Linked DNA regions of Mus musculus: region 1 is linked to region 2. A link is a contact called in public promoter capture Hi-C data. All regions are on one chromosome and are shown on one strand. Each heading gives the region's core, a stretch centred on a gene start, on an enhancer-like site or on the middle of the called end of the contact. The rest is flanking DNA. Distances are from core to core; before and after follow the strand shown. Region 1 has its middle 46 kb from the start of Gm31542. Region 2 holds the start of B230219D22Rik (RIKEN cDNA B230219D22 gene).

Region 1 (3,517 bases), core at 617-3,116, 260 kb before region 2:
GGCTGCCACCCCAACCCCTGCCTTTTCCAAACCGGGCCAGCAACACCCAACCCCTGGAAGAGAGAGCGAGCGAGGGAGCTAGCTAGCTAGCGAGAACAGTGTGCTGTTGGGTTAGCCCTGATCTCTTTTGTCTGAGACAGGCACTCTAACCACAAAAAAAAAAAAAAAAACCTACTCTTGCCATTGGCACTGCTTCTATTGCCATAGCAACTGGCTTCTAGAAAGGTGAAGGCATTGGTTTGAGGTTCACAGCCAAATGAACATTTCCACAGCTCTTGTCTGCTCCTCCCGAGTCTCTACCCTTCCACTGGGATCTTCAAGAGCCTAGTCCTGAAGCAGCTGGTTGGTTCTCACCGCTGAACTCTATGCCTGCTGACCCATGCTCCAGATGCCCACTCACCATCCCAGCTGAGACTGGTGAGCCCCGAAGGCTTCCCTTGGGCTTCTGTGCAAGAGAATAGCTGTCAGACTGTGGTCTCTGGAGGAGAGGAAGCAGGAAGAATAGTCTAGCATTCTCATGTGGAAGCAGCCAGTTCAGTGAGCGCCTTGGCCTCATTTAGCCAGAAAACATCAAGCTGGGCTCTGATCACAGAGTCAATGGGACCAAGACACTGATCTGTGTTAATGCTGGCAGCCTGCTAAGGAGAAAGACGATGAGGGCTCCGGCTGCCCAAATTAACCACACCAACTAGACAGTAAAGATTCTGCTACTCAGCAGCCCCAGTAAGGCAGCGTGTGAGAGAGTATGCACACGTCTTCCTCAACACTTCCCCAAATGTGGAGCTCTTTGGGACACTCATGTCCAGCCTCTGGCCCATAGAGGTGACACTTGGCAAAACCATGGAGAAGCGTGGCCTAAAATTTGGCCTCTTGGACACGCTTTTGGCTGCGTCAGTCTCACGAGTTAGGTGATAGTCGTTCCTAACTGTCTGGGTCGGTAACAATTTGCAGTGAGGACCCATTCCGCAAACTCGGAGAGACTGGAGATGGGCTATTAGCCTCAGCCCCTTTCATGTGAAATTACTTCTACTGGCGCTAATATGCCATCATTTGAAAGCCTTAACCCAAGTGGACGGCGCCCATCCCAAGCCAGAGCCGGGACCCAGGCAGCAGGTCCATGTGCTAGCTATTACAGGGTTGTTTGGGCCGTCCCCAGCCAGCATTTGCTGCTGCGCACGCTGAGAACTGCTGTCAGGAAATGTCCTTCTCTAAATTACATAATTGGGGTGTTGGGGAGCGTAGTGAAGGCAGATTAGGACATCACTTGTTCTCCCTGCAAGCAACGATTCCAAGCACATAAGCAAACACTTAAGCTATGCGAACGGTTTAATATTGATTAAACAATGATCTCCAGGTCTAAACTCTAAGCATGGTAGGTAGAAGGCGCTGGAAGGAGAAAAAACAAAGAGCGGCTTAATAGTGCGCATTGATTTACAGAGCAGCGTGCACTTTGACCTGACAGATCAAAATCAGGATTTGCAATGATTACCTGAAATAAAGCCCAGGGTCCCACCCCCTCAAGCTCACCGTGGGGCTGGGGGCTAAAATGATCTAGGTCAGGGGGGTCAAGTTCTTCTCTCAGCAAGACTAGCTTCTCACCCCCCCACCCACTTCCAGAAACTGAGACCCAGGCAAAGTGCTAGCTCAAATTGCATTTCATTTATTGTTTCTAACTACGGGCCACAGACTTCAACTTGATTAGAAAATTGTGCTGGTGCTTCCTGGGAAGAAGAGACCGCGCCTTCCAGAGGAGGTGGAGGAGAAGATCTTCCGCCTACACCAGGTTCTTCCCCATCTTTGGCAGTGCCTCTGACCACACGTCATCCCAGTGCCCAAGCAAGGGCTCAGCAGGAGGAGCAGCTGCAACCAACAGGCAGGCTTCCTGCCGGGAGGCTGGGAGGACAGACAGAGCCCCTGACTCAGTCCTGGGGATCTGCCCTGGTTGTTCCTGAGGTCTTTCCTGGGGTGGGGAGGAGACTGTTAGCATCCTCTGAATCCAGACTTCCTCCTGGCTCAGTCTTTGTGCTTTTACTCTCTGTCCCGCAGCAGAAGACAGAATGAGAAAGAGGCTGAGAGACACCAATCACGATAATAAAAACCAGGGGCGGGATTACTTCGTGCCAAGTGTCTTCTTCTCCTCGTCTGTCTGTCCATCACACAGAAAGCATCACAGGCAATCCTCTCTGTGGTAGGCATCGCTATCTGTTTTGTCCCTGGGACTGGATCACAAGTCTGAAGCTCAGTAAGAGTAAGCTGCCCCAGGATTTGCCACAAGTTTCATAAATTTTCCTAATTAAAAAGAATATATATATATATATATATATATATATATATATATATATATATATAATCATATAGCTTTTAATGTATACTAGGCAATATACTAAAACTTTAAGCTATGAGGTATAATGTTTAATACATCTTTCATTCATTGTTATAATGATTGTTTTCATCTTAAAATGAATAAACTGAGTCACAGGTGGGCTAAGTTATGTGCTCCAGGTGACATTCTGTCACTAAGTTAAGATTCTAACACTGTTCCTCTTGCTCCAAAGTCCAATCCATTCATAGAGCTGAATGCAGTTCTTAACAAAGGAAGGCACACACCGCTCACTACATCTGCTGTGAGCCTCTGTGACAGGACCCACCCGTGTAATGAAGGTAATGGGTGAAGGAAGGCTCTGCTTTGGGCCTCATACCCAGAACCTGATGTGGCTGCAGTCCAGGGACCACTCCCACCATGGTCTCATACTCTGTGCAGAGGGGACTCACAGCTTCTAAGTCTATCAGGAGGCATAGGAGCCTAAGGGTACAGGCTCTGCTCTTCCCTAGCCTCTCCCCCACCTCACTCCAGCTACACCTCTGGAGCCAAAGCCTGGGCGGTATGTGCTGGAAAGCCACCATTACCCTTTCCTCTGAACATCTGCTCAGAAGCCATCTCTACACACAGTCAACCCACACGGCACGTGGCATATGCTCGTCTCTACGGATGTCCTGCAAACCAACCTACCAGGTCAGGACTCACAAGGGACAGCAAAACTGGAGAGTCTGTAAAGATACATTTCTTCTCATTGGTAGGGTCACAATATGTCCAAAGACACTAAATGCATGCCTCCACCTACTGCACACACTGCTGTAAAGAGCTGCCACGTTTGCTATGTGTAGAAAATCCAGTAGGACCACAGGGGACATAGCCATCCATGCCCAGCAAAGCTCAGCCTGGGGCCTCTCGGCCACTAGACCCGGTCCTTAGGGCTAACAGTGACTTTCAAGGACCCTTCTGCTGCTCCCTTGTGACTTGTGACTCACAGGTACTTTAGTCACCCTCCAATCTTTTGTAGTCCCCCCTCGCCCCCCCTCCCCCGGGCAGCTGGACTAAGCAAACAAGCTTGATTTATCTGCCAAAGGCAACCTGATCCTTTTTTACAGATTTAGTATTTGCAAATTTGCATGCCCACTCTGTGTCGTTTGCAATTTGTGAGTCCACACTGATACCACACTCCTGAGCATCAGAAGA
Region 2 (3,775 bases), core at 558-3,057:
TATGTCTGCATGATAAAAGAGGGCATCAGATCCCATTATTTAGATGGTTGTGAGCCACAATGTGATTTCTGGGAATTGAACTCAGGACCTCTGGAAGACCGACTAGTGCTCTTAACCACTGAGCCATCTCTCCAGCCCAGAAAAAATATTCTTACAACCTATTTCGGCACTATAAAGTCCGTTGTGTATAAAACCACCACATATATTTACATGCATGATAAATTTCAGCATTTGGCTAACACATTAGCATTAATGCCTACCTCTTTCCACTCTAAGACCTACCTGCTGATAATTCTTTGGTTTGCTTTTGGGGATTTTTAATTTTTGAGGTTTGTCTTCATAACAATCCTCCTGCCTCACCAAGAAAGTAATGGGTGTAAAGGTGTTAACCAACATGCTTGGTCAGCTATTACCTTATGTTTTAAATTATGCTTGTCTACATGAGAACAAATGAGTGTGAGTCCCCCCGGGGTGCAACACATGGAGTTACATTTGGTTCCCAGTGCACCGTAGTGCAGGGAGCCAAACCCTACTTCTCTTCAAGCCTGGTACACGCTCTTAACTGCTTTTTTTCCCAGCTATTCTTGGATTCTTTCCATGCAAAGTTCACTAAAATGATGCAGGTTACATTTGAGAAAAGTGGGCGGAGGAATTTCTCTTAAGACGTGGGTGGAACATAAGCTAGGAGTTAACAGAACAAATCGTGTTGCAAAGCAAAGGCTACAGTTGGTTTTGTTTTGTTTGTGGTACTAGGGGTGGACCCCAATGCCTTGCACACATCAAACAAACGAAGAAGCATCTTTTAAAATGGTGCACCGGTAAGTTTAAGGAAGCCAGCGAGGAGTTTCACTGTGACTAAATTAGTAGTTTTGAAGGTCTGCTGCGACCTGCTTTCCCTTAAGTTTTACTGTGGGTGTTTAATCCTGCCGTCTTCCAATGAAACAATCACATTTCTTTCTTTTTTTTTTTTTACCTTGAATGTGGCAGACATTGCTCCCAAAAAAACTATTTTTAGTAAATTCACAAGGCACCTTTAAGCTTTGTAAATATAGCAAAGCTTCAAAGGCCCACACGCCGTTCTCCTCCAAGGATCAAATATCCCACAACCCTCGGTGTTTTGTTACTATCTAGCTAACTACTGTATATAATCACATATGATTTTATAATTCTAAACAAGTGTGGGAGGCCGTGTCAACCACTGAGGATGCTGCTCCGCTCCCGCCTCCCGAGAAGTTTACACAACATAAATAACGGTCTCCTTTGTCTTCTCTGCGCTCCTTAGCCGTGCCCCACGGCGCTTCCCCAAGTCAGCATCCTAACGGGACCCCGAGGCGTTCCCCGCCGCGCTCTCGGGATGCGGGGACGACCGCAGCTCCAGGGCGAGACTGCGGCCCCGCGCCCACCCTGCAGCCCTGGCTGCGCGGCCCGCGCCGTGACTTCCGCTTGCCGCGAGGCCGGCGGGCGCCCGGGCGGAAGTACCGCGGGGAAGGAGGCCGCCCCGGAGGAAGGAGGCGCCCGCGCTCGCCGCCGCATCCCGCATCCCGCTCGCCGGGCCCCGCGCCAGCCGCCGCCCCGCGCCCTACCTCGGCCGCTCGGAGCCCGGCCCTCAGAGCGCCCAGGGGCCGCCCATAGGCAGGAAAGCTCCCGCCCGTTCCGTTCACTCCGGCCGCGCCCGCTCCGGGCGGCCCTGTCCAGTCACGGCAGAGGGCCGGCGGCGGCGGCGGCGAAGGCCACGCCAGCGCCCGACTCCCTGGAGCCCTCACCGCGGGGCCCCGGACGCGGGAGGAAGAAGCCGCCACAGCCCCGGAATGTGAGCGCCGCCTGCGCAGGCGCAGGCACGCCTAAGTATCGCGAGACTCTTCGCGCGGCCCGCGAACGGAGTGCGCAGGCGCGCGCGAAGCGGACGGTCCCTGTGCGGAGCTCCAGTCCCGCCAAGATGAGCGAGCGGATGGTCGGCTCGGTGACTTCCCAGAATGCAGGGTCACTCCGTGACGCAGGCATCGTTTGAAGCCCGCTGCAGTTGTCCAGAAGCCGTTTACACAGCTGTTTGAAAACGATGTTTGCTCATGCCTGTCTGCAGCCCTTAAGACTCATTCATTGTCTGGGGGCTGGAGAGATGGCTCAGTGGTTAGGAGCACAGACTGCTCTTCCAGAGGTCCTGAGTTCAAGTCCCAGCAACCACATGGTGGCTCACAACCATCTGTAAAGGGATCTGATTGCCCTCTTCTGGTGTGTCTGAGAGCTACAGTGTACTCATATACATAAAATGAGTTTGGAGTCAACCTGGGCTACAGAGCATGAACAAACAAAAATAAACCAGCAGAAATGTTAGGCACGGCAATATGAGTAGGCACACGGGTGACTCATCATGGTCAGGGTTCACAGCAGAGGTACCAGTAAAGCTTGCTTCTTTCCTGCAGCTAGCATCTCAGGGGTAAGGTGGAGCTCCCAGCCTTACCTCAGTCTTTGAGAATTTTCTAGCCATGGTACTTACTATCCTTGGGCTTCAAGTTAGCTCATCTCCAGGCAGCAGAAGTATTCCCAAATAAATCTAAAAGAAATGTTGAAAATCCTTAGTCATCATGGAAATGCAAATAAAAATGATTCTGAAATCCCACAATGGCTAAATAAATAAATAACCAACTCAAAACTGGGCAGTGGTGGCGCACGCCTTTAATCCCAGCACTTGGGAGGCAAAAGTAGGCGGATTTCTGAGTTTGAGGCCAGCCTGGTCTACAGAGTGAGTTCCAGGACAGCCTGCCTTGAAACCCTCCCCAAACAAACAAACAAACAAACAAAAAGACTCAGTGTCTGCCCTTTAGTTTCTTAAGGGTGGGTAGGGCAGGACTGCCCATATCCAAACATGAGAATATTCAGATGGTGATGGTGTTAGGGCTCTCAGATGTAAGATGTGTAATAATTAAGGTATTTTATGTGGGGTGCCCTGTAGTATTTAGTTTTTTTTTTTTTTTTAATCCCTGACATCTCTACAATGTGCCATATCCTTTATCCTAAAAGGCGGAACCACTAGCCTAATTCCATTTGGCGGTATTTCCTTCTGAGTCGCTTGGTTGTAGAATTATCCTGGATTCAGAGTTCTTACTATAAGCCCGGAACATGAAATTGATAGTATTGGGCTGGAGTTATGGCTCAGTGGTTAAGAGCACTGACTGTTCTTCCAGAGGTCCTGAGTTCAATTCCCAGCAACCACATGGTGGCTCACAACCATCTGTAATGAGATCTGATGCCCTCTTCTGGTGTGTCAGTGACAGTACACTTACATACAGGAAATAAATAAATAAATCTTGAAAGAAAGAAAGAAAGAAAGAAAGAAAGAAAGAAAGAAAGAAGGAAATTGACAGTCTTCTGTCTCTAAATAGACTTCTGAGGGAAAACCAAAACCTCCCCAGCAGGAGGCAACAATAACCCTAGATTCCCCATGGTACCCAAGGAGCAAACAGCCCCTCTCTTCAAAGGTACTAAAGCGGGCATTAACAACATAGTTTTGCTATTATTGTTTTTTTTTTAATGGAAAAAAAAAACCCACAAATCCCAGAGCTGCCAAGGAGACTCCTGTCTGATAGAGAGAACCACTGGCAGCTGCTCCAATGGGCCTTACTTCGGCCACAACTTAAGAGGAGCCAGCCTAAAGCTTGGAGCTGGCAGCCCAGAAGCAGCTTAGCAGGTGGCTACACTGTAGCAGCTAGACTGCAGAAATCTGGGAGTCAGAGAGCTGAGAGGTGAGCCTGGAAGTCCACCTTCCTGCTCATAAAAA

What was found. Promoter capture Hi-C pulls out the DNA fragments that hold promoters and counts their contacts.
Region 1: a contact with region 2 is called in a promoter capture Hi-C map of second pharyngeal arch cranial neural crest. The contact joins the enhancer-like site here to the promoter of B230219D22Rik in region 2. A contact is called at or near these places in 4 of 39 promoter capture datasets (cranial neural crest, frontonasal cranial neural crest, maxillary cranial neural crest and 1 more), 3 of 484 Hi-C or Micro-C datasets (cerebellum, embryonic stem cells and palatal mesenchyme), 10 of 115 datasets of contacts at active chromatin or transcription factors (cardiomyocytes, craniofacial prominence, embryonic basal ganglia and 5 more) and 1 of 9 other capture datasets (pancreatic islet).

What each region holds. Positions count from the first base shown.
Region 1 is chr13:55,954,305-55,957,821 of GRCm38.p6, reverse strand. No RefSeq gene overlaps it. Among named protein-coding and RNA genes, the nearest start is that of Gm31542, 46 kb to the right of the region's middle. Within about 2 kb of position 1,866, at least 9 of the 459 cell types and tissues checked have an H3K27ac peak or open chromatin away from gene starts, as enhancers often do. A contact at or near this core is called in craniofacial prominence and second pharyngeal arch cranial neural crest, where this site is marked.
Region 2 is chr13:55,691,156-55,694,930 of GRCm38.p6, reverse strand. B230219D22Rik (RIKEN cDNA B230219D22 gene) reads right to left here and starts at 1,807. Exons shown (of 2, transcript NM_181278.2): 1 at 1,584-1,807.